Linked DNA regions of Sus scrofa: regions 1, 3, 4 and 5 are each linked to region 2. Evidence: chromatin contacts called from public targeted proximity ligation data. All regions are on one chromosome and are shown on one strand. The core of a region is the stretch at or near the end of the contact, and the rest is flanking DNA. Distances in the headings are between cores, read along the strand shown. Region 1 overlaps NSMCE2 (E3 SUMO-protein ligase NSE2). Region 2 has its middle 33 kb from the start of TRIB1. Region 3 has its middle 160 kb from the start of TRIB1. Region 4 has its middle 180 kb from the start of TRIB1. Region 5 overlaps NSMCE2 (E3 SUMO-protein ligase NSE2).

The links.
Region 1: a targeted proximity ligation map of alveolar macrophages shows a contact between it and region 2. A contact is called at or near these places in 2 of 2 datasets of targeted methods (alveolar macrophages and skeletal muscle).
Region 3: a targeted proximity ligation map of skeletal muscle shows a contact between it and region 2. A contact is called at or near these places in 4 of 47 Hi-C or Micro-C datasets (alveolar macrophages, liver, omental adipose tissue and 1 more) and 2 of 2 datasets of targeted methods (alveolar macrophages and skeletal muscle).
Region 4: a targeted proximity ligation map of skeletal muscle shows a contact between it and region 2. A contact is called at or near these places in 5 of 47 Hi-C or Micro-C datasets (alveolar macrophages, liver, omental adipose tissue and 1 more) and 2 of 2 datasets of targeted methods (alveolar macrophages and skeletal muscle).
Region 5: a contact with region 2 is called in a targeted proximity ligation map of alveolar macrophages. A contact is called at or near these places in 2 of 2 datasets of targeted methods (alveolar macrophages and skeletal muscle).

The regions. Positions count from the first base shown.
Region 1 is chr4:14,440,603-14,445,688 of Sscrofa11.1, reverse strand. All of the region lies in intron 4 of NSMCE2 (E3 SUMO-protein ligase NSE2), which reads left to right. Among named protein-coding and RNA genes, the nearest start is that of TRIB1, 150 kb to the right of the region's middle.
Region 2 is chr4:14,262,579-14,267,754 of Sscrofa11.1, reverse strand. No RefSeq gene overlaps it. Among named protein-coding and RNA genes, the nearest start is that of TRIB1, 33 kb to the left of the region's middle.
Region 3 is chr4:14,130,924-14,135,659 of Sscrofa11.1, reverse strand. No RefSeq gene overlaps it. Among named protein-coding and RNA genes, the nearest start is that of TRIB1, 160 kb to the left of the region's middle.
Region 4 is chr4:14,115,979-14,120,691 of Sscrofa11.1, reverse strand. No RefSeq gene overlaps it. Among named protein-coding and RNA genes, the nearest start is that of TRIB1, 180 kb to the left of the region's middle.
Region 5 is chr4:14,486,477-14,491,797 of Sscrofa11.1, reverse strand. All of the region lies in intron 4 of NSMCE2 (E3 SUMO-protein ligase NSE2), which reads left to right. It overlaps LOC106509961 (a long non-coding RNA gene), which reads right to left. Exons shown (of 3, transcript XR_002343108.1): 3 at 5,220-5,321. Among named protein-coding and RNA genes, the nearest start is that of WASHC5, 110 kb to the left of the region's middle.

The DNA of each region.
Region 1 (5,086 bases), core at 1,884-4,383, 180 kb before region 2:
AACCATACCACTTTAAAACGACACTCCTGTGTATGCCACTCACTGCTGGATTAATTTATTTCCTGTCCCTGTCATAACTTTGATGAAGAGAATTTTTTTTACAGCAGGGGTTCTGATAGGTGTGAACATTATGCGACCACAGCTTTCTACAAAATCGTTAAGGCTCTTGTATTATGCTTCGAGTGTTTGCTTTTTGGCAGTAGTTCATGGAATCTGACCAAATCTGAAAGCTTAAAGGGCAGTCTTGACTCCGTTGAAGTCTGTATTGCAAAGGATAACTTAGTTCACTTGAGTCTTAATAACAAGAGATTCTGGAGTTCCCATCATGGCACAGTGGAAACGAATCTGACTAGGAGCCATGAGGCTGCAGGTTCGATCCCTGGCTTGCTCAGTGGGTTAAGAATCCTGCATTGCTGTGGCCGTGGCGTAGGTCGGCGGCTACAGCTCCAATTAGACCCCTAGCCTGGGAACCTCCATATGCCTCAGGTGCAGTCCCTAAAAAGACAAAAGACAAAAAAAAAAAAAAAAAAAAAAAAGACATCCTGCATCAGTTAATCATCATCATCTATAGTTAAAAACATCATTCAGGTTAATTGCTCAAATATCTTTTACCAGGCTATGAGCATAGCAAAAAAATATATAACTGGTTACCCTGTTCTCCAGAAGCTTTTGTTCATTCGTTCAGTCATTCACCTAACATTTATTAGGTACATATGTAGTTTATGGCAGGCTGAGGTAAAGGCTAGTCACTGCCCTTAGGGTTCTTCAAGACCGGTATCTTTACAAGGAACAAGAATTTCAATATAGTGTAGTGGCTATTGTAGTAGCGGTGAGCAGAGGGAGCTGTAGGAAGAGAGAGTGACAAGAGGATGATGAAGAGAGAGGTAGAAAAATGAAGCTGGAGACGTGTAGAGAAAGTCTTTTATCCCTTGCTGAAGACTCTGAATTTTATCCTGAAAGCAGTGGCGCGCGTTGAATTGTTTTAAACAGAGGTGAATCCTGATCAGCATGATGTTCCATGCTGGGTAGGATGACCCGTTGATTTAAGGGGGAGGGAAAGTTGGAGGCAGGAAGACAGTTCTAAGACTTGTGGTCATTGTGGTAAGTGACGAGGGTCTCGTTTAAGGTACCGTCAAGGTGGGCAGAGAGGGAAGGGATTGATTGCACTTGAGGGATATTTGAGAGGTAGCAGTAACTGACTGAATGGAAGAGATGGGAAGACAGGATAGAGTCAAGGACAAGTTTCCAACTTAAATTCTCCAGGCAGCGGGGCGGGGAACGGACGACAAAGGTGTCAGCCTTTGGCGATGTCTAACAGGAGGGAGATTGCAACTGCGTCATCCAGGGCTGCTTCAATTCCTGACATGAATCCTACCTGTTCATCTTTGAAATCAATGATGAAATGACTTTGGCTTCTTAAAACTGAGACCTTTGTAACAGTGCTGAATAGGTATGAATCAGGTTTCATCGGAAGGAGCCCTAGAGATCCTACATCAGGGTTCTGGAGAGAACACATGCTTGCTTTTATGGCAGTGGAATACTCTGCTGATAGTGGCTTTCCATCCTGCTTTTTTATTTTCTCACAATCTTAATTTAAAAAAATTTATATAGGGTGAGATTTTGATCAACTAATATTTTTACTATTTCAGCTATTTTTCATTTATTATTAATTAGTTTTTTTATTGAAGTAGGAGTTGATTGACCGTGTCATGTTAGTTTTAGGTGTTCAGCACAGTGATTCAGACGGATAGATATAGATATATTCTTTTTCAGATTCTTTTCCCTTAGAGATTATTGCAAAATGTTCAGTATAGTTCCGTGTGCTATTCAGTAAGGTCCTTGTTGGTTGTCTGTTTTATATATAGTAGTCTGTATATGTTAATCCAATTCTACTAATTCATCCTTCCCTCTTAGTCCTGCTTTTTAATGCTCTATAATCACGCGTGTGTTCTATGTTTCACTTCAGTAACGATTGTTTACTTAGCACTTTGTGTCTTCAGAGAACTCAACCACATGAAATAATTAATCTGCATAATAACCCTGTGAGTTAGTAGGTGGGGATTATTGCCCCTTTTTTAAGATGGGAAAACCCAGAGAGGTACTCAGTGACTTGCTCAAGGCTATACGGCCTCTGAATTTTGAGTCTGTAGTTTCCTTTATCTTATCATACTCATATTACATGTTTATTGTCCATCTTAACTTCTTAGGCCATGTTTGTGACTTCACGTATTCAAAAATCTTAGCATTTAATTCTAGGAAAGGGCAAGATAAGGAAAAAGTGAAAGTAACAAAATGACTAAGTCCCACTGCCCCCCAGGAGGTTGGGGGATGTTGCTGGAAATAGTCATATAACTAAGTCTTCCAGTATATCCAGGGAAGGAATTTCCAATTTCCAGTGACATCCAGTGAAGTGACATCATTTCAGCTAACTGACCAGCCAGGCCTTGTATCAGGGAGTCTTCTGTGGCAGTTCACTGGAGCTTTAACACTACACATAGCAGCAAGAAAATAATTATAGAAATGGTTTTTTTGTTTTTTTTGTTTTTTGGGTTTTTTTGTGTACATATAAAGCTGTGTGGTATAGTGGAAAGAAAACTGGCTTTGGAGCTCAGTAGACCTGGGTTGAAATCTCTCCCAAGAGGAAGCTGGATGACACCACACCAGGTTCTTTCCAGCAGCAGTGTAGGAAGGATTAGATAATGATGTATGTCAGCTGCCTGGCATGGAACCCCACAATTAGGGCTTCATAAATGGTTGCTGTTATTTTTAAGCTCATTCAGAGACAAGATGTAATGCTCTAAGGGCCTTTTGATTTTTCCGTTGAATGACTGGACCAGGTAAATTCAACTTTTGAGGAATTACAGCCTCTTACAAGAAGCCAGTGAAACATTTTGATATTGGAGTCAACTAGACACACTATCAGCCCTTGTTCACTGACAAATATGGGCAGGTAATTTCAAGAGGTCAGTCATCAGTGTGTGCCTTCCAAAACATTATAGTCATGTTACAGTAAACTTTTTATATTTGTTGCGTCACAAAGATTTATTGAAGTGATAAAAGTTATTATGGAAAACAGTGTGCGGTAACTATGGTAACAGTTATTTGATCTCACAGTAATTAGCTAAGCATTTAGTTGCACAAGACTTTCACAATGCCTTCCTGGTTAGTTCATTAAACAAAATTAGCTTTTGTTTGAACTGCCTTTCTGTAGCGTCCTAAATTTGGTTTTAGTTCAAAAGAATTGAAAAGTGGGTTTTAAAACTACCTTTCCAGCCTACAGTTTGTGAACATATTTGAAGTTGCAACTGGTTGTTATCTAATTCTTCCTACCGCAGTATGATTGTGATTCATCACTGTCCTCTGAAGTGTGCCTTTCAGGTCACTGGAGTGGGCTAGGAAGTGGGCAGAAAAGTTGGAGGCTCGTTTCTTAATTCTAGCCCTGTTTCTGGCTCCATTGGTGGATTGGAGTCAGCTGGTGCCCTTCCATGACGTAGTTTCTATACCTGTGGAATTGGGTTGCTGTATTATGTGTGAGAATTTGAGATCTCTTGAATGTGGTCATTTCTTGAGAACCTGCTGGTGCTCTGATGGCACCTGGAGCTGGTAGGTGCCCAGTTTTCTCAAGCCCTCCCCCACACCTCACCCCCCCAACCGCCCCAGGTGCCTCTTCTGCCCTGTTCAGCATAACTCATGCTGCATTCAAGTTCCTCTCCTTTTGCAAGATGGATGGGACTGCCGGTGATTCACCGACGTGGTGATGTCACTCTCCAGGGACTTGCAGAGCTCTTGAGAAGGGGCCTCTGCACCTGGGTTCAAGGAAGGTTTCCCGACCCCATGACTCCTCCCTGTTCGCCCCCAGCATCCAGGTGAAGCCTAACCCCTACGGTTTGATAGGTGGAGGAACCTGAGCGCAGTGGAAAACTTCAAGCATTCAAGATTTCACAACAGACAAATAATGAAAATGAAACCAAAAAATGTTTTAACTCATTTACTAAAACTGAGGCGGTTCCAAGATCAAGTAGCACAACAGGGTTTTTAAACATTCAGTGAAAGTTCCTAGTACTGATTTCATTTTAATTCCTGTCAATGTAGTGATTTTATTTTTAGTTCACCTACTTTTTTAAAGACACGACTAGGTTTTAAAAACTAGTTGCTAGTGTTCCCATTGTGGCTCAGTGGTCATGAACCCAACTAGGATCCATGAGGACGAGGGTTTGATCCCTGGCCTCGATCAGTGAGTTAAGGATCCCACGTTGCCGTGAGCTGTGGTGTAGGTCCCAGGTGCCGCTCAGATCTGGCATTGCTGTGGCCGTGGCGTAGGCTGGCAGCTGTAGCTCAGATTCGACCCATAGTCTGGGAACTTCCATATGCCACAGGTGTGGCCCTAAAAAGACACACAAAAAAGAATAAAATAAAAACTAGTTGCTTTCTGAATTGTGAGGCAAGTTCCTCTCCCAATTGACTGGATATCAGCTACCAGTTTTCCACTGGGCAAATGTTTTGGGGGCCAGAACATTGCCAGTTCTGGTCATGTTTATTTGCATGACTAGACTGATTTCTATAGGATAAATGAATCTTCAGTTTCACTAACTAGGGTTAGACTTCTAATGATAGGAATCTATTTGTGCTTGATTGGTCTTGACATTTTTCTGGCCAATCCGAAGAGAATGAAGATAATAATAGAATAAGTTATCCCAGGTGGCTTCAGCACCTGATCCATTTCTTTTTCCCCCTTTTCCCTATTTTTGCTTTTATCCTGTATGATTTTGATGGCTAAGCTGGAAAGGACTCTTCACTCCTCTCTTCGTTTTCACATATGCTTCAGAGAATAGTGTCTTTCATACCATTTAGGAAAAATGTGACGTCCTTTGATTCAACTCTCGTTGCAGTTGCCATGAAACTTTCCCCAGTTTCTCTCCTACCCTGTCCCCTGTTCCCTGACTCTCCTGTGTCATTTGTACCTAATTCTTAGGCATATTTAACATTGTATATTATAACTTTGGGTTAAAAACAATCTTCCTCAGGGGGCTGTGAACACCCCCAGAGGTAAACCACTCCTGTGCCTCCCTGTATCTTCCTGTGGTAC
Region 2 (5,176 bases), core at 580-3,079:
CAACAGGCTCCCTAGGCTTTCTCCCACTTACTACAGTCTTAGCCCCACCCACAAGTGACCCTGCTTTTGACCTCTAGCAGTAGAGATGAGTTCGGCCCATTTCAAAAAAATTATTTTTATGAAGGTGAAATTCGCATAAGAAAATGAATGAGTTGACGTTCCAGGGGCCTTTAGTACATTCGCAATGTTGTGCAACCATCATCTCCATCCAGATCCAAAACATTTTCATCGCTCTGCAGGGAAACCCCATACTCATTAAGCTGCTGGCCCACTTTGAATAACAAGGAGAATGAATCATGCAGTGTAGCCCTTTGGGTTTGTTTGGCTTCTTTCTCCCCCATATGTTGCTGAGTGTCATGTGCCTTGGGTACCAGTATCATCCCCATCTTAGAGATGAGGAAACTAAGCACAGAGGTGAAATAACCTGTCCACCGTCACTCAACTGGTACATGATGGAGCTCTGACCCCTGGTAGTGTGGCCATGGAACCCCATTCCTGGAGCATGCGCCATACTGCAGGGGCAGGGAACCAGCTCCAGGGAGTAAGGCAATGAGTTGAAGGCAGCCAGCCAGGGTTTCAGCAAGACTGCAGAGACAAAGCTGTTGACAACTAGGCTGTTTTTCCCTTGACTAACTAAATGAGCTTGGGGTCTTTTTCCTAGCCTCAGTGTCTCAATCTCAGTAAAGCCTTCTCAACCTTCCTTGGTGGGCTGTGGGAAGCTTGGTTGAGAGCCCTCATAAACATTGGGGTGCCATACAAACCCATTCATCAGGATTATGGCTCTAGGATGTCACGTTTCTTTGGGAACTTGGTGGAGGCTGGATGAGCCCTGGAGGAGACCCGGCACTGCTTGGGGATGGGTGGCAGGCCCTTCCTGTTCTCTCTGAGTGTTTGGAGAGCTTTAATATTTCCTGTGCTTGGCTCCATCCAGAGTTATTGTTTCAAACCCCTAAAAGCTAGGGTCTCTCCCTTTAAGGAAGTTAGTTCTCCCTCAGAAATATCCCTTCCCAGTCTTGTGGTCAAAAGCATATGCCTCCTCTGGACATGCCCTGTGAGAATTCCACAGGCTGGCATTGTTATCTTTATGAAGTTAATTCTCTGTTGGTCCAGAAGTCAGATTAGGAGCAAAAAGAAAGTCAAATGACCAGACGTGCTTGAGGGGATGGTGCTTGGTTGAAATGAGCCGCACTACTTACCCGGGACCAGAGAGCTTGCATTTTATCCTTGTCTACATAGTGGACTCACTAGTTTCAATCCTATGAGTGAATAAAACAATGTCATATCATGAGGTGTTATACTCCTGAATAACAATTCTCCTCTGGCAGGCACTGGGGGTTCCCTCGAAGTTTCCAGAATCCTTCTCAATCCTGTAGCCATTCTGGGCTACCCTGGGAACATGAACCCTTTGGGCACCAAGTCTTCCACTTTAACCTTGTTTAAATCCCAACGCTTCCCTTTTCAAGTGGTTTCTAAGGGGAAAAATAAAAAGAATGTTCCAGAACACCCTGCTGGCTCAGGGATGATTTGCTAGAGCTGTTTCCTGGATTACGACCTCTTCTCCCATCAGCAAATCATGTGAAACAAACTCCTGTCAGCTGTAAACCCTGAATGTGGGAAAAAGAGCTGACACACAGGGCTCGTTTTCGTAAAGTTGACATTTCTCATGAATAGCAAATTCCTGAAAGTGGGCAGATGACCAAGACCAGGAATTCTCATTAGCTGGTGATAATCAGGCCTGACTCTGGCTGCGGAAGGCAGCTGGGAGGGGAGGTCCATCCGCGTGGGAGGGGCCACCGCTGATAACGGACCCACACAGCAGCCGGATCGCCTGCTAAGATCCTAACACGCTCTGAACGGGCTGGTCATCCTTTCGCCTCTCCCGCAGCTCCGACCCTCCCCCGGGGACCCCCACCTCCGCACACACCGGCAGCCAGAGGGTTAGTGCTGACCCAGCGAAGGCCTTCCAGACAAGGTCCAGCTGGGCTCTGAGCCTCGTTTGGAGGGATCTGTGACACACTGGTGGGTAAATAAATGACATGTCCCCTCCCGGCTGTGGGGTGACAGTTCCTTCCTCAGGCCCTGCAGAGACGGAGGCTCTGGCCCCAGCCTGCTTCCTGCTTCCTGAGAATGTGACCTCCGATCCCCCCTCTTTAGAGTTGAAGGACAACTAGGAAATGAGTTAAGCTGATTGTTTCCCATCCAGAAGCCCGATCCCACCCTCTCACATCCACGTTCCCCAAACAGTCAGCATTAGCAATTTTTTTCCCCCTACCCTCATCTCTGTAGCATTTCCTGGTTTTCCCAAACAGAATGAGTCACTTCCTTTTCTGTGTTCCCACAATGCTCAGAAGCCACCATATCTCTGTGATCCAATTTTATTTTATGAACTTTGCAATTTTTCTCCTCTGGGCATAGGAAAGCTTGTGAATATTTCTTTTTCTCTTTTTGCTTTGGCCTCTGGGAAGCTCGAGTTCCAATTTGAGTGGTATAATTTACATAAATAGGATGCATAAACTGCATATAGTTTGATGAGCTTAACAAATGTATACACCCATGTAACCACCGCTATAATCATGATATGCAACATATTTCTTTTTTTTTTTTATGTTCCTTGATAGGCTTTTTTTTTTTTTTTTTAATAATTTTTTTAAATTTTCCCACTGTACAGCAAGGGGGTCAGGTTATCCTTACATGTATACATTACAATTACATTTTTTCCCCCACCCTTTGTTCTGTTATGATATGCAACATATTTCTATTATCCCATATTCCCTTGTACCTGGTCCCAATTACCACCGATCTGCTCATAGCTGCCGTTTATTAAATTCACATTTTCCAGAGATTTGTATAAATGGAAACATATAGTATGTGGTCTTCTCTATCTGGCTTTGTTCCCTTGGCATAACGCTTTTGAGATGCTCCCGTAGTTTTGTGTATACCAGCAGGATTCCTTTTTATTGCTTAGTAGTATTCCATTGTATGGATATATCACAGTTTGCTTGTTCATTCTCCTGTTGATAGACACATAAGCAGTTCCGTTTCTGGGCTATTATGAATATAACTTCTCTCATCATTTATATCTAAGTTCATATGTAGAAAAAAAAGGCAGTTGATGTAGGCAGTTCAAGGTTCTCCCAAGAAATATAGCCAATAGGATCTATCTATCTATCTATCTATCTATCATCTTTCTATTATTTTTTATTTATTGGAATTGGCTCACATAATTATGGGGGCTCTCAAGTTTCTAGATCTGGCAGCTGGCAATCTGGAGACCCAGGAGAGCCGATGTTTTAGTTTGAGTCTGAAGGCAGTAAAAAAGTTATTGTCCTAGATCAAAGGCAGTCAGAAAAGAAGAATTCCCTTTGATAGGGGGAATGGTCAAGTTTTTTGTTCTCTTCAGGCCTTCAACTGTCTGGATGAGACCTGCTGGCATGAGGGAGGGTGATCTGTTTTACTCAGTCTGCGGATTTATGTGTTAACGGTATCCAAAAACATCCTCACAGAAACAACTAGAATAATATTTGATTAAGTATCTGTGGCCCAATCAAGTAAACCCATAAAATTGGCCATCACAGTGGGTGTAAGTGGATGAACAAATAACCATATGATCTAACTGGATTTTATCTTTTGGTGGGCAGTAGGTATAGATCATAATTAATTGAATTTTTTTGTAGTACAAGTTATTCTAAGTAAATTATTCTCCCTTTTTTACCTTACTAAACTTCCATGTACACATGGCAATCTTGACAAATATCTCTGGAGCTTGTATATCTTTTTTTTTTTTTCCGGCCATGCTCATGTGATGTGAAATTTCCAGGGCCAGGACTCGGACCTGTGCCACGGCAGCAACCCCAGCCACAAGCAGGGAAACTCCATATTTCATTCTTTTTTATGGCTGAGTAATATTCCATTGTATATACGTACATACACCACTGTCTTAAACCTATCATCTGTTGATGGACGCTTAAGTTGTGTCCATGTCTTGGCTATTATATATAGTGCTGCTGTGGACATTGGGATACATGTATCTTTTGGAATTAAGAGTTTTCATCTTTTCTGGATTGCCCCCAGGAGTGGAATTGCTGGATTATATAGCAGCTCTATTTTATTTTTTGTTCTTTCAGGGCCGTACCTGCAGCATATGGAGGTTCCCAGGCTAGGGGTCCAATTGGAGCTGTAGCTGCTGACCTATGCCGCAGTCATAGCCACGCCAGATCTGAGCTGCGTCTGCGACCTACACCACAGCTCATGGCAATGCCAGATCCTTAACCCACTGAGCAAGGCCAGGGATTGAACCCACAACCTCATGGATACTAGTCGGGTTGGTAATCCGCTGAACCTCAGCGAGAACTCCCGTGAGAGATGCAGCTTTAAGCTCAGGCCTCCTGAAGCCAAAGTTCGGGCACTCTCTTTTGCATTACACTGTGTATTTTTCTCTTTAAAAATCCAGATTTAGGGAGCTCCCGTCGAAGCTCAGTGGTTAACGTGAGCTGTGGTGTAGGTTGCAGATGGGGCTCGGATCCCGTGTTGCTGTGGCTCTGGCGTAGTACGGTAACTACAGCTCTGATTAGACCCCTAGCCTGGGAACCTCCATCTGCCACGGAAGTGGCCCTACAAAAGACAAAGAGACCAAAAAAAAAAAAAAAAAAAAAAAAAATTCAGGCTTAGATGGGTGGCCCTTGGTTCCTATGAGTGCAGACCATGTGACCTTCCATGCCATCTTTTGGGACAGGGCCCCATTGGGAATTGCTGCAGAACAGACCCACAACACGGCTGCAGGCACGGACTCTGTCTCAAATTAGACGAGGTCAGCAGTTGTAGGCCTGGGTGTTCGCTGCCATGTAATGTCACATGATGTCAACCCTGAAATTACTGGGACTGGCTCCAGTGGGCTCCACAGCCAACAGGGCACTGCGAGAGCCATGGGAAATCAGCTATCTACTGTTGGTCCTTCCTGCTAAGCTGGGATGCAAATTGTTCCAGAATTATCTGGCTGGTTGTAGCTGCAGTGGAAGGCATGATTTAATCCTCCTGCCCGGGCTGTTTGCAAGAAGCTGTGTGCTTTGGTTATTAAAATCTGCCTAACGTGGGAGGGAATAAGTGGCCCTTCTGAGCAGTAGAGATGGTTTTCTCTTGGTCAAGCACAGGTGGGAGGTGGGAGCAGATTCCCCCCTTC
Region 3 (4,736 bases), core at 715-3,214, 130 kb after region 2:
TTCCTCACGCTCTAACCTGGGGATGCACGAATTTCCCTTGTGTTATCTCGTTTTTCTCTTTCTTTCCTTCTTTCTTTTCCTTTCTCTCTTTCTCTCTTTCTTTCTCTCTTTCTCTTTCTTTCTTTCTTTCTTTCTTTCTTTCTTTCTTTCTTTCTTTCTTTCTTTCTTTCTACTTTCTTTCTTTGTCTTTTTAGGGCTGCACCTGTGGCAAATGGAGCTTCCAGGCTAGGGGTCTAATTGAAGCCTTAGCCCCCAGCCTATACCACAGCTACAACAACATGGGATCTGAGCCACATCCTTGACCCACGCTGAGGCTTGGAGCAACACCAGATCCTTAACCCATTGAGTAAGGTCAGGGATTGAACCGGAATCCTCATGGATACTAGTCAGGTTTTTAACCTCCTAAGCCACAATGGGAACTCCCGTTATCTCATTTTTGAATTTCCACTTTCCATTCCATTCTGTGAATGGCAGCCAAGCACCTACATGGGCATACTGTGAGCCAGGCATATGGGTTTAGTGCCCATGAACCAGGGCACTAAACCCAGGAATGCCAGGCCCTGGAGATAAGACAGTTGACCACACATGGCCTCTGCTTTGGAGGAGAACTCACTTCATAGACAAAGTAAGCCAGATACACAGCCGAACATAATTTTTGGCAAAATGTTGGGGCCAACAGAGGTGGACAAACAGAGGTTTGAGAGATCATACCTAGGTAATATGGTGGGGGATTCCTGGAAATTTTTCTTGATTTTTGAGAGAGGCAGTGGAGTTGAGTTTTGCAAAATGAGCAGGATGTGGCTACTAGAGAAGGTGATGGGAAAGACCTGCTTGGGGAGGGAAGAGCATGAGCCTAGAGAAGCCCTTGAGAATGTCCAGAGGATGTCATTGGTTTGACAGCCATAAAGTGCACTGAATCCTAAACCCACTGAGCAAGGCCAAGGATTGAACCTTCGCCCTCATGGATACTAATCAGATTCCTTTCCACTGAGCCACAACGGGAACTCCCTTTTGCTGATTCTGACAATGAGTGACCCCCTCCTATGTTAGAAGTCCCCTACACTGGTCATAACAATGGAAAGCTTCCCAGATAGGGAGTTTCTAAAAGTCCAGATAAGTTATTTAATCTCTTGGTACCTCAACGTTTTCATTGGCACCCAAGATAAAGTCCTTATCTCATGAGGTTAAGATAAGCAATAAGAGGAAGTTCCCATTGTGGCTCAGCGGTAACAAGCCCGACTAGTATCCATGCGGATTCGGGTTCCATCCCTGATCTCGCTCAGTGGGTTAAGGATCCAGCATCGCCTCGAGCTGTGGAGTAAGAGACACGGCTCAGATCCCGCATTGCTGTGGCTGTGGTGTAGGCTGGTAGCTACAGCTCCAATTCAACCCCTAGCCTGGGAACCTCCACATGCCACAGGTACAGGCCCAAAAAGCAAAAAAAAAAAAAAAAAGAGAAGGAATAAGAGTGAATGATGCACATAAAGTCTTAGAACTAGGGATGGCACCTAATAAACGCTCAATAAATATTAATTATTATTGTTGTTGAATGCCTAAAGGTTTCAATAAATGGCTTGACCATGAGATCTCAGGGGCAGGTTCACTTAATTACTTCTGCTCTTCTGCATTTACTGGTTTCTGAGCTAGTAGCTTCCAGCAAATGTCTTTCATTTATGGACTTGCGTGGTTGAATGAATAAACATGAGAAAAATATCCCTTCTCTCCAGAATGCAAAAGGTGCCAGTTGCATTTTATCCTTGCGGCTCCAGACATCAGACCCCAGCGCGGGTGGGAAGACATCCCCTCCCCCGCACTAATGGGCCAACCCCTTATCTTCATGTGCATCTTTTGCGAGTTACTCTCGGGTAAAGGAGAACATTTGACCCCGGTTTAGAAAGATTGCCTTACACAATCTCCCGGTTCCCTAGATGGGACTTGCTGAGCTGACAGATTGTACAGAGAAGAGCTGACTATTTTTAGGATGAACTGGAAAGATTAGAACTTTGCTCTCTCCTCAAATATCAAACCTGCCATTGGTAGGAATCCAAACAGGAATTCCTGGGGAATTGGATGGAGCGACTTATTTATTGTGCTCTCATTGCTTAAAATTCCAACATAAAAATAATAACAGGCCTTTGATATTAGAGTGACTAGATGGGCCACATACTTACTAAGTGCTTTACACACCCTGTGTTGTTCCATTCATATAGCAACCTCATGCAATTGGTTTCCATCTTCTTATCTTTTCTTTCTTTTTTTTAAGGGCTGCAACTGTGGCATATGGAGGTTCCCAGGCTAGGGGTTGAACTGGAACTGCAGCTGCCAGCCCACACCATAGCCACAGAGATGCAGGACCCTAGCTGCGTCTGCAACCTACACCATAGCTCACAGCAACGCTGGATCCTTTAACCCACTGAGCAAGGCCAGGGGTCGAACCCACATCCTCATGGATACTAGTCAGGTTCTTAACCCACAGAGCCACAACGGGAACTCCTCAATCTTTCTATGTTACAGAGAAGAAAACTGAGGCACAGAGAGTAAAGTGTCTTGACCAAAGCCACAGAAAGAGGTTTAGTGAGGCTGGAATTCCATTCCTGGTCTATCTGGCTTCAAGACCCATGCTTACATGAGGATGAAAATGACAATGACACAAAATAAAACAAAGGGGGAGAAAACAAACTCATGCTCCTGGCTGAAGAATGAAATCATTCAAGTCACAGTGGATTGACTGAGTACATCATTTTGCCAGGTAGAGCGGCCGATGAGCAGATGAGAAAGTCAGGGGTTCTGCCTTTGGGGAGCTCCCATCCTAATAAGGGCAATGTGAGCATTTTATTGTTTCTCATCTGCCCAGCTCTTTCATTCTGTCTCTCATCCAATACCACACTGTGGGGCTTGCTGGTCAAGGTTCCTGTATTCCTCCGGCCAAGTGTGGGCGTTTGCCTCATGCTGGAAAGTCAGACTACGGGAAAGTAAATTATGACTCAAGAACCTCAAGAGGAGCTGAGTGGCTGAGTGAGCAGCACTCTGAAGATAACTGCAGGTTAGTTTCTACCATCCGGATGATCAGCTCTTCCTTCTTCCTGAGAGTTCCTTGTGGCAGATAGAATAGCACACATCCCAACTCCCTTCAAGCTATGCTTTCTCTGTCCTAGAAGGTGGAAAGCTCAGAGTTCACTTTCCCAGGCTCCCTTGCAGGGAGGGGTAGCTGTGTGGCTTAGTGCATGAGATGCAAATGTCTATCTACTGGGGATGTCTTTCCCCTTGCTCCAGGATGGAGGAAGGACGTGATGGTTGGAGCTGTAGCAGATACTTTATAAGCATGAGGAAGAGGTTAGGAGGACTGCACAGACAGCAACCCTGCTCAGCAACATCTTTCCTTTGGACCCCTTGCTGAGAACTCCTTACTGTTTTAAACCACTATGTTTGGAGGTTCTGTTACTTGCAGCCAAATTCATCTCTGAACTGATACGGAGTCTATGTATTCCTTTTGTATTTATTTTTAATAGAGACGGTACTCAAGGTAGACAGAATTACACAACCCCAAATACCCTAATTGATACAGGAAAGGGAGGGAAGTACAAAGCAAACCATAACATCAGCCAGAACAACCATGCTCTCCTGGAGGGAAGAATTGTCACAATACAAATCCATGTGGACATAGTCTGCTATATTTTTCTAAGACTTTTCCACACATTGTTTCCTTTGACTCTCTCAGCCACCCAATAAAATAAGCATTATTATAAGTGAAAAAAAAACCCTCAGAGTTTGAGTACTATGGAAATGAAGAAAAGGAAGTGATTAATTCTAGCTGGAGAGGAGTTCCTGTCGTGGCTCAGTGGTTAACGAATCTGACTAGGTTGCGGGTTCGATCCCTAGCCTTGCTCAGTGGGTTAAGGATCAGGCGTTGCCCTGGGCTGTGGTGTAGGCTGGTGGCTACAGTCCTGATTAGACCCCCTAGGCAGAGAACCTCCATAAGCCACGGGTATGGCCCTAGAAACGACAAAAAAAAAAAAAAAAAATTCTAGCTGGAGAAACTGGCAACCTCAGGAAAGGGCTGGTTTGAGCTGGGGTTTGAAGGATGAATAGACTTTTAATAAATGAGGAAAGCAGTGGGAAGGGCATTCCTGGCTAAGACAAGAACTACAAAGCTTAGGAGTTCCTGCTGTGGATCAGTGGGTTAAGAACCCAACACAGTGTCCATGAGGATTGGGATTTGAACCCTGGTCTCACTGGGTGGGTTAAGGATCTGGTGCTGCGGCAAGCTGCTGCATAGGTCACAGATGTGGCTCAGATCTGGTGCTGCCATGTTTGTGCAGTAGGCCACAGCTGCAGCTCCGATTTGACCCCTGGCCCAGGAACTTCCATATGCCACAGGCGCTGCCTTAAAAAGAAAGAAGAAAAAGAACTACAAAGCTTAGAGGCATGAAAGGGCTGGGGGTGACTTTGACAAGTGTGGTTGGTGCTTAGGACTGGGGTCTGGGGAACTTGAGAAGCATACAGAGGAGGTAGGGTTGGAAAAGTCAGCAGGGGCCGAATGGAATCTCCCCCTCAGGGTCCTCCTGGGCCCTTCTTCTGTGGCTGCTTCTCTGCTGAGACAGGGAGACGCTAGCTTTCCAGCGAGTTGAGGCTAGACCTCGGGGAGGGCACTGGTCATGGAACCAATGAAAAGTGTTGACCAGTAAAGTACTTTCCCTGGATATGCTTGCAATAGGGAAGAATGATGATAGAGTAAC
Region 4 (4,713 bases), core at 1,857-4,356, 150 kb after region 2:
AATTTACACGTGGCAGACCTTGGTTTCACAATGTAGCTAAATGCGACCTCAACATAGTTCATAGGACAATGCAAAATTAGATATTTTGATTTTGATTCTGACACCAACTGGGATGTATGTTTTTTCCCCCACATCACCAAGTAATTCTCTGGAATACCTGCTGGGTGTCCTACAATTTAACTAAATTCTGACGTTATTTCTTGCTGTTTGAAGTAGCATCAGATCTCATAAGCTAAGGGCTCAGTCCCACAAGACTGGGGTTTATTGCAAGTCCAGGTTGTTACCTGTGCTTTTGCCCAGCTGGAAATAAATGGGAGGTTCCCATGATCCCTGCCTTGGGTTCAATTACTTTGCTAGAGCAGCTCACAGAACTCAGGAAATCAATTTACTCACCAGATTACCAGTTTATTACAGACTATTAAAAGATATGAAGCAACAGCCAGATGAGGAGCTATATAAGGTGAGATCCCAAACAGCAGAGCTTCTGCACTGTGGAGTTTGGGGGCCAGCCTCTGGCACGTGGATAAACTCTTGGTTCTTGGACCCAGAAGCTTTCTAAGAGTCGGTCCTTTGGGATGTTTATGGGGATGTCAGGATGTGGCAGGATGGCTGAGTCGCTGACCTTGGGCGATGGAACTCTATCGCAAGCCCTTCTCCCCTGCCAGGAGGCTGGAGGGTGGGGCTGAAATTTCCCACCCTCGAATCAAAGCTCCCCGGGTCACAAGAGCCCACGCCCCCCTCGGGTGAAGTAATGGCTTTCCTAAAGTTACCTTGCTTAAATAACAAAAGACATCCTGATCACTCTTCTTCACCCAGGAAATTCCAAGAGGTTCAGGAATTCTAGGTAAGGAACCTTAATGAAGACCAAATATATGTCTATTTCTTCTTAATACTCACAGTCACATCTGTGCTGCTTTATTCCTGCACTTGGGAGAGTAATATTTTCATTTTTGCCTTGAGGGGAGAGAAGGTACATGGGCTTGAGGAGTGTTCCTTGGGAACGCTCATTCCTGGGCAGGGAAGCTCAGTGCACCCACAGTCCAGGCCCTTGCAGGCTCAGGCAGGAAGCCTCTCTCCTCTCTCTCTCTCTCTGTCTCTCTCTCCCTCCCTCCCTTTCCCTCTCTCTCTTTCTCTCCCCTTCTCCACCCGGCTCAGCTCCTTACTTCCCAGCCCAGCCCTCGGCCCCATCCCCGAGGCCACGTCAACCCTTTCTAACTCGTTGGAAGAGGACATGATTTCCTTGGGAACTGGGGCCCATCGCTCCTCAGCTGTCCTGGACCATGAACTCCCTTGCCTCCCCAGGGACGGGCACATGGGAAGGAGTCCTTGGGTGCTCCAGCCTCTGACTCCTCCCTGTGGGTCCTGGGGGAGCTTGTTGGCCAGCGGAGCGAGAAGAAGCACTGAGGCTGAAGGAGCAGGCTGCTGGCTGCCATCCTACATAAACACGCTCCATCACTGTAAATTATTTACGCGCCACATGGAGGCTGGACAGGCTCCTTGATGGGCACGTTAATTAGAAGCCCGAGGATTCTGTCTTGGCCCAGATTCCTGGGGGCTGAGGGGGCGAGGGGAGAGGCAGCGGGGGCCCATTTCCTTCCCCTCAGCATCCCCCTGATTGGAACCCTGCAGTGAGTCCCGTCCTCTCCGGGAACAGGCTGAACTCCAGAGCTCAGCGCTGCAGGCCTCTCTGCAGAGTCGATGCCCTGTTCCCACGTCCAGACCTCCGAGTCTTGTGTCCTCCCTCTGCGGGCCTCCTTCTGCGGGCCTCCCTCCCACCTACCGACAGTGTGGACTTGCTTCTTCCTTGTACCCCCAGCGCTGCACATCCAGCGTAGCCTCCAGTCTGATTTCAGACCCCACCTGCGTCACTTGCAGAGAGGCGGTGTGTTTCCTCAAGTAGAACTAGAGACAGTGACCGCGTCTCTGTGAGGAGGATTGAACACAGAGCCAGTTTTACCCAGCGCTTCCCATTCACAAATCCCACCGGGATTTAGTGTTATCACCATCGTCATCATTAGGACAGGACTAATTCCCTCTGTTGCAGTCACTTCCATCCTAAGCCTTGCTCTTACTAGACTCTGCCCTACTGGAGTGCAGCGGCCACTGCGCTGGGTTAAAAAACAAAATTCAGGGAGTTCCCGTCATGGCTCAGTGGGTTAAGAACCTGACTAGTATCCATGAGGATTTGGGTTCCATCCTTGGCCTTGCTCAGTGGGTTAAGGATCCGGCATTGCCGTGAGCTGCTTGAGTAGGTCACAGATGTGGCTCAGATCCCATGTTGCTGTGGCTGCGGTGTAGGCCTGCAGCTGCGGCTCCAATTTGACCCCTAGCCCAGGAACTTCCATGTGCTGCAGGTGCGACACTAAAAAGAAAGAAAAAAAAGGAACGAAAAAATGGAGTTTCTGCTGTGGTGCAGTAGGTCCTACTGCAGCAGCTTGGGTCACTGCAGAGCGGCTAGTTTGATCCCTGGGCCGGGAACTTCCATATGCCATGGGTGCAGCCATAAAAAACTAAAAACAAAACCCCCCAAACTTCAACTGAGTAAATGTGAAGATCTAATTGGCTTTATTCAACAATTCATGATCCGTCCGGAAAACTCTCCCCATCCTACAAGGTTCGATTCATGCTGACTCTCCTAGGAAGCTCATCTCATTACTCTGTTACTGCACATTGCTCCTTACTTCTCAAGCACTAGCCATAGTCCTTACGAATGAAAGAGGAATGGATATTTTTTGAATACCTACTATGTGCCAGGCACTGGACTCTTCTATTTGATAACCACTGTTTAATGTTCCCAGGGCTCCAGGGGTGTCCGTATTATTTGCCTCATTTTGAAGACTAGGCTCCAAGAAGGCAAATGCCTTTGCCCAAGGTCACTGGCCAGGAAGTGGTGGAACTGGACTTAGAATCCAGGGCCTGAAGTTTTCATGGCACCGGGGAGAGGCCAACTAGGGAAGAAAGGAAATGGAATGATTCGTTTACTGCCCCAGGCATTTTCAGCAACAAGTCAGTCATTTCCCTAATTCCCAGTCTGTTGTTGGTGCAGAGACTTGGCAGTTGGAACCAAGCTGAAAAAAAAAAACAATTCTCTTTTTAACTCAGTAGCACCACCTGCAGGATCTGAGGGAACACTGCAAAAATGATCAGGGGCTACAGGGCTCCTCTCTGGGGGAAGGGTTCCAGGAGAAGGGACCTGAGACACCATCTGATACCCTTCAATCTTAAGAAGGAGCAATTTGAGATCCAGACAGGTACTGACTCAAAGTCACAATGTTAGTGATGTCAGATCTGAAGCTGTATCTCTTCTGACTCCTGGTTTAGTACCTTCCCCCACCTTCATTCTCATTCTCTCTGTCTCTTGCTCATTCTCTGTCATTCAATAAACATTAACTGAGCACTCAATACGTCTTCAGCATATTCCTTCTTGGGGGATATGAGTACTGATAACTAAAATGTGCCATTTAGGATTAATGTTTAGTTTTTGATTAATTGCCATAACAACATAACTTTGTCATTACAACCAAGACATTACTGTGTATCAGGCAGTGGGCTAAGGTGTGATCTCAGTGGGCCCTCCCAGATGAGGAAACCTAGGCTTAGAGAGGTTTGGGAATATGGTTCAGCAGTTGTGGAGCAGGGATTCAAACTCAGATCCTTCTGACTTCGGACCCAGAGATCTTAATCACTATGTTATATCTACCCTTTAAAATATCTAAGGTTATTTCACACGGGCCGGCCGGTTAGTTCAGTTGGTTACAGCATGGTGCTAATAAAGTATCTAAGGTTATTTCAAGAACAATCCACACTCTAATTAGGATGCTGCTCCTATTTAAAGTAATTGCTTACTTCCTGTCTAAGTGGGGTGCTGACTCTCCTTTCACATTCATTGCTTCTGAAATCCCTAGGAGTTTCTAGTGAGATTCTACTCCATACTAGGCACTGTGCTGGGTGCCAGGGACGCAGAAGTCACAGGAACTCACCTAGGAGCTTGTGGCCTCCTTGTAAGTGTCAGCCTTAAATCATGGCCATCCGCAAGATGTTCTGGCAGAAGTGGGACCCAACTCAGGGGGCGCCATTCACACTACAGCTGGTGGAAATTATCCCCCCTCCAAGTGGGGGCATGGCGGGCATGGTGCTGCCCGTGTGAATGACCCGGTGGGATGTGCCAGTTGGAACAAGGGACAGGAGCATGGGTGGGGGATGGGGAAGAGTCACTTCCGACTCTGCAGGGTAGGGAAGCTTCATGAAGAGTTCTGGAGCATGACTGCTGCCAGAGCTGTACAGACTTTGATTTCCTCTTCTCTTCAGCTGGGAGGTAGGGTTAAGTTTTGAGGAACTACAGCTCTGTGTTTCGACCTGCAGAACAGAAAGTGTATTTCGGTTTCTTTTTCTGCATTCACTCCCAAATTGCATTTTGGTTTAAGTTCCCAGGAAATTTGTCCTCATTCTCATTTTGGGGTAGATGAGTAGTTCCTCTCTATGGGGATGCTTGGTTGCTAAAATTGGAGCTCACCGATGGCAAGTGGCATGTCTAAAACCAGAGATCAAGTTTGGGCCACCATGCAGCTGTTGAAGGAATTCTTGCCCCAAACCACAGGAGACTGAACCCACGGCGGCCCCAGAGAACGGAGCATTCACCCCCAGAGAACGCATCCCCTCTGCGTCTTCCCTCTCTCCTCACCTTCTAAGAGCACTTCCCATGGGTACCTGTGA
Region 5 (5,321 bases), core at 283-2,782, 220 kb before region 2:
ATAAAACTTTAAATAAAAATTCCAAAAGTTTGCATACTGAGGTTCATGCATCCTAATTTGAAAACCTGGGCTGGAATAATGGATAGCTTGGATTTTTTTTTTTTTTTAACTGAGCAGAATAGTTAATCACTGTATATGACTGTAGCATAGATTCTGTAGGTAATGCTGAGGATTCTGACAGCTGTAAACAGACCATTTAGGGAAAAGCCCTAGCATCCATCTCATAGTCACTGTGCTATTCAAGTGTAAGAATTCCATGTGCATTTGGAATAAAAATAGCATATTCTGAAAAACTGAAATTTTTTTTTTTTTAGATCAGTCGGTTATTAGCCATGCATCTCTCACCACCAATATATTTTTTTTCTAGTATAGTTGATTTACATTGTTGTGTTAGTTTCAGGTATATAGCAAAGTGATTGAGTTATATGTGTGTGTGTGTGTGTGTGTGTGTATACACATATAAATACATGTTTTCTAGATTCTTTTCCATTATAGGCTATTACAAGATACTGAATATAGTTCCCTGTGCTATACAGTAAGTCCTTGTTTGTTTTATATATAATAGTATGTATCTGTTAATCCCCAAATCCTGGTTTATCCCTCTCCCACCCCCTTTCCCCTTTGGTAGCCATAAGTTTGTTTTCTATGTCTGTGAGTCTGTTTCTGTTTTGTAAATAAGTTTATTTGTATCTTTTTTTAGAGTCTACATATAAGTGATATCATATGATATTCGGCTTTGACTTACTTTACTTAGTGTGATAATCTTTAGGTCCATCCATGTTGCTGCAAATAGCACTATTTCATTCTTTTTTGTGGCTGAACTGTATTCTCTTGTATATGTACACCCCACTTTTGTCATCCATTCATCTATAAATGGACACTTAGGTTGCTTCCATGTCTTGGCTTGTAAATTGTGCTGCTGTGAACATTGGGGTGCATGTATCTTTTCAAATTAGAACAGGCATTATTTTTTAAACACCTGTTGAGTGTTCACATTACCAGGCTAACTGTTCACTATACTTGATACTGTGCAATGATTCTATTTGGTATCTATAGCCCACATTTCCTGCTGTTTTTGCTAGATACTTTTTAAAGCACTTTACTTCCCTGTGGCCGCACTATCAGAGAAACATGGGTCGTTGTGACTCTTAACACAGAGCCACATAAAATCCGTGAACAACAGTCCACTAGAGTTTCACGGCACAAACTTTTAAATGAATCATTAATAGTATCCTCTCTATGTCGTTGCTCTTTGGGGTCTGGAGGGGCGGATAGACAGAAGGAGTTGAAAGAATAGCCTAAGATGCATTTCGTGTTTGCAGTGTTCCAAAGCCTGGATATAAATAATAGATGAGCATTTCTACTTAACTTATCTGGCTAGATTCCTGTGCCTAATGGCTGCATATATACCATAAACAGTGTGAAGAAGCAGCCATGGAAACACTTGTTTTCTTGTTGGGCTAAATTTACTCTGGGTTGAATATTAACACAGTGCCTGGCAGTACTTTAAAAGCAAAAATAGCTTAAGCGTGACTCACTCTGAGTCATTTACTGCTAGTGTGGCTATACTGCCTAGAGCTTGACATTGAACAAGTTGGCAGCCTGTATTGCTACATTTTTTCTAGGAACTCTGAACACATTTCATTCTTGTGAATTCGCTTGTGCAAGATATTAAATAGAGTAATATGTTTATTTTGTTTCAAAGTCAAATGAATTTGAGAATGGTGAAACTAAAGTATTTTTCTTGGGCTTTCTGGAAAAGCCAGATTCTCAGAATTCTGCTGTGGTTAAAAGACTTTATTTTATAAAGAATTAATAAAATGTCATGGAGCTTATGTTTTTAGATGCCTACATTTTTCTGATTGAAAACCTCAGATTGCCCTGAAAATCATCACAAAAAGCAAGCCTAGGTCGTACCACCATGTAGATTCATTAATTTTCTGACATTACCTGAGTTAGATGGATTGTGTCATTCAGGACACTCTTTCTTTTACTTTTCCTTACTTCTTCTTTAAAAAAAAAAAAAAAAAAAAAAAAAACCAACAAAAAACCACGATGAGGCATGCAGTGAAGCCTGCCTTATAGTTTAGTCGGGTATGTGACTGTAAACTTCTCTCTTGGTATTAAAGGTTATATAATGGGAAGTTCATTGGTTTTTGAAAGGCGGACCAAACCCACCCACGGGATTTCTATTGGCCCTTTAAATGTATTGCGTGCCTTTCCCTGGGCAACCCGCGTGGTTGAGGAAGGAGGGAGTTGCTGGTTGGCTGACTGCGGGAAAGCCTCTGAAGGTTCAGTTGCTCTCATGTGGGCTCGGGTCAGGAACGGCTGGGAATCTAAAACGATATCGATGAAGATGGTTTTCCCTTGATGTTGCAATCTTTACCATGTTTTTGTGTTTAGTTTCTGGAGTTGCCTAACAGTATAATTTCAATCAAGGCTTAGTTTCAGCTCTTTTATTATAAACTGTGGGGAACAGGATTTTTTTTTTTTTCTCCTCCTTAAAGGCGCTATCATTTTGCCTCAGGAGTTCTATGATTTGTATAGAAAGACAGCCTGAAACCAAAATGAGCCTAAGCTAATGCTAGATGTTGTTTTGAAATTGTTTTACCATAAAATTCTTGCATTAGGAGATGTAACTCAGGCAGAGAATTTCAACATAGTTGCATAAATTGTGTTTCATATTACAACTTGTTCTCTACTTGACTTCATTGAAATTAATAAAAGGACTCTTTCAGAAGGATCTGGTGAGTTAGCATCATTGTTTAAAAAAAAAAAAAAAGGAAAGAACTTACTCATAATGTATCCTGTGTTGCTAAGTTTTCAAAGCTAGCTATCTCAGCCACACCCAGAAAGCCCTTTCAGAGGACTGAAATCCACTTACTCATTTATGCTGGCTTAGAATTTTCTTCCCAGTAAAGGAAAAAAAGTAAAAGAGCTGAGATCGAGCTGAAATTTCCCTGAGATATATGATGATTTCATGAAAAACTAACATTTGGAAATTGAGTGGCTGCCAAGTCTTGAATGTAATACATAGTTCCTTATTCTGTGGTTAAAGAGATCCTTTAAAGCAGGGCTTTCCGACTGGGGCTTTGTGGGTGCTAAAAATATCCCCAAGGTGCTTATTGTACCCGGAAGGGGTGCCATCACCCTGCCCTCCATCTAGAGGAGGGAATGCCAGTCCCGCTGTAGCCTTCCCTTGCATGCTGGTCATGTGGTCCCTTTGCTGCTCATTTTGGTGGCATATAAATGAGTTATTTGTATGGCTTCAAAATTAACTCCACAGAGTTGAGTTAACCAGCCCTTTTTGGGTTGTCAACTTTGGTGGCTTAGTCTAAATGAAGCTCAGCCTAGCCCAGTAGTCACTCTGTTATTATCAGTTACCTAGATTTGTTTTGTACACAGAATTACATTTGTTAAAACAACATAAAGACTTCACGCAGGGTCTGGCATAAAGTAGGCACTTAATAAAAGCTCGTCAAATCTGAATTTACTTATATGGCAAATATTACAACCTTATTTGATCCACAAAGCTTTCTTCCTTTCATTCATTCCCATCCTCAGACATTTATGAGCTCTTCTCATATGCCAGAAACTGAGGTATTTGAGACAAAAAAATTAGCAAACCTTCAAGAAGTACATTCTTAACTCGGAAAGGCTGATGTGCAAGTTATTAAATACATTAGTCATATGCTTTTTTTAAAGGCTAGGTACAAGGCTGTCATTACATCACAGTAGTAACATTGTTTGTTAACCACTGACAGTCATGGACCTTCTTTGATGACTTCCTGTGTAGCCTGTTCTGTTCCAGTTGCTGTGAGCTGGCTGGTGGTATTCATCCCCATTTTACAGAGGAGGCTGTTGAGGCTCAGAGAGGTCGAGCAGTTTGCCCAATTTGAATCTTTTTGATTCAAACCCAGAAAATTTGACTGCAGAGTCCATGCCCTTCACCACTACGTAAACTGCCTCTCGTTAACGGGCTTGGCTGAGGGAAAAGAAAGAACCCTTAGAAGTAGAAGAAAACGGGAGGTCAGTGCCCAGTGAAGATATGATCTCTTTTGTGAGACCGAGTTGTTGTTGTTGTTGTTGTTGTTTTAAATGAGTGATTGTGTTGGAGTACCCGTGCTAAAATCTATTGCTAAAGCGAAGCGGCTTCGTAAGCAGGTTACGTCTGAAAGTGATTGACCACATACCCAGCATATTTTTCTTAGGCCATAGCGCTAATCCCTAAAATGAGCTGAGTCTGAGAACCTAATGTTCCTTCCCATTACCTCAGAGGCTAAAATCAGCTCTCAAAGCAGCGCTGGGTTCTGCCGTTCAGAGAGGCACGGGGGGCCAGTGCCTGGAAACAACTCTGCCAACAGGAAAGCTTTTCCTTCAGGGGAAGGCAGTGCTGCTTCTCATCCCGTGGCTCTTTTAAGCTCTCTGACACCCTCTTTCTGTCCTTTCAACTCCATTCACCTCAAACCCAGCAATTCTGTTTTATAGCCAACACTATGAAATGGTTATTCAGAGCCCTGCAGCTCTTGTTTCTTCTTGGCCTCTTCCAAGTTCCCGAGAGCTGCAAGGAAAGTAAAAAGCATCAGCTCACCCTGTTCCCACATCCTGTAGCTTGCAGGCATCCCCCTTCTAATAAATAAGCAGGCTCTGAAGGTACAGCGAGAGAAGCAGCTTCTCCAGGGAGGTCCCCAATAGTTCATTGTTTCATATTGCGCTTTAGGATACATGTGTTTGGATTTAGTAAGGTACTCCTCTTTTTTTATTTCTTGGTACATTTTACAAGGAGGTGGTCCCTTAACATGGGAGCAAATGATGCTCATTTGCTGAACAAAGTTGTTTGCAAGGCTTTTTGAGTTTGCACTTCAGGCAGCACAGCCTTTGGCAGTTGTAGGCAAATTATCATACTGTTTGGTGAGGAATAAAAATAACACACTTTAGCTGGAGAGCGAATGCATTTCCCAGTACAATATTGGCATTTTCTTATTCTTCAAGTAATCCACAAGATGATTTTTTAATAACTTGTTACATTTCCATCAACGTATATCCTTCAGTCTCTGAAATTGCCCCCACTTAGCACCCACATAGGTAATACTGGCTTCTTGATACTTTTGATTCAGTGCAACCTTTATATTTATTTGTGAAAAAAGAATACATAACATTTGCTCGAAAGAAAACCAGAATCAAGCATGTGGTCCTGACCTTCTCCTTGGCACATTAAATTGACATATTGGAAGTCAGGATGATTATTTGAGAAATAAATACACTCCTACCCTGAGGGCATTATGATTTTTGACTAAATATTCTTGTGGCCTAGTCTTTGT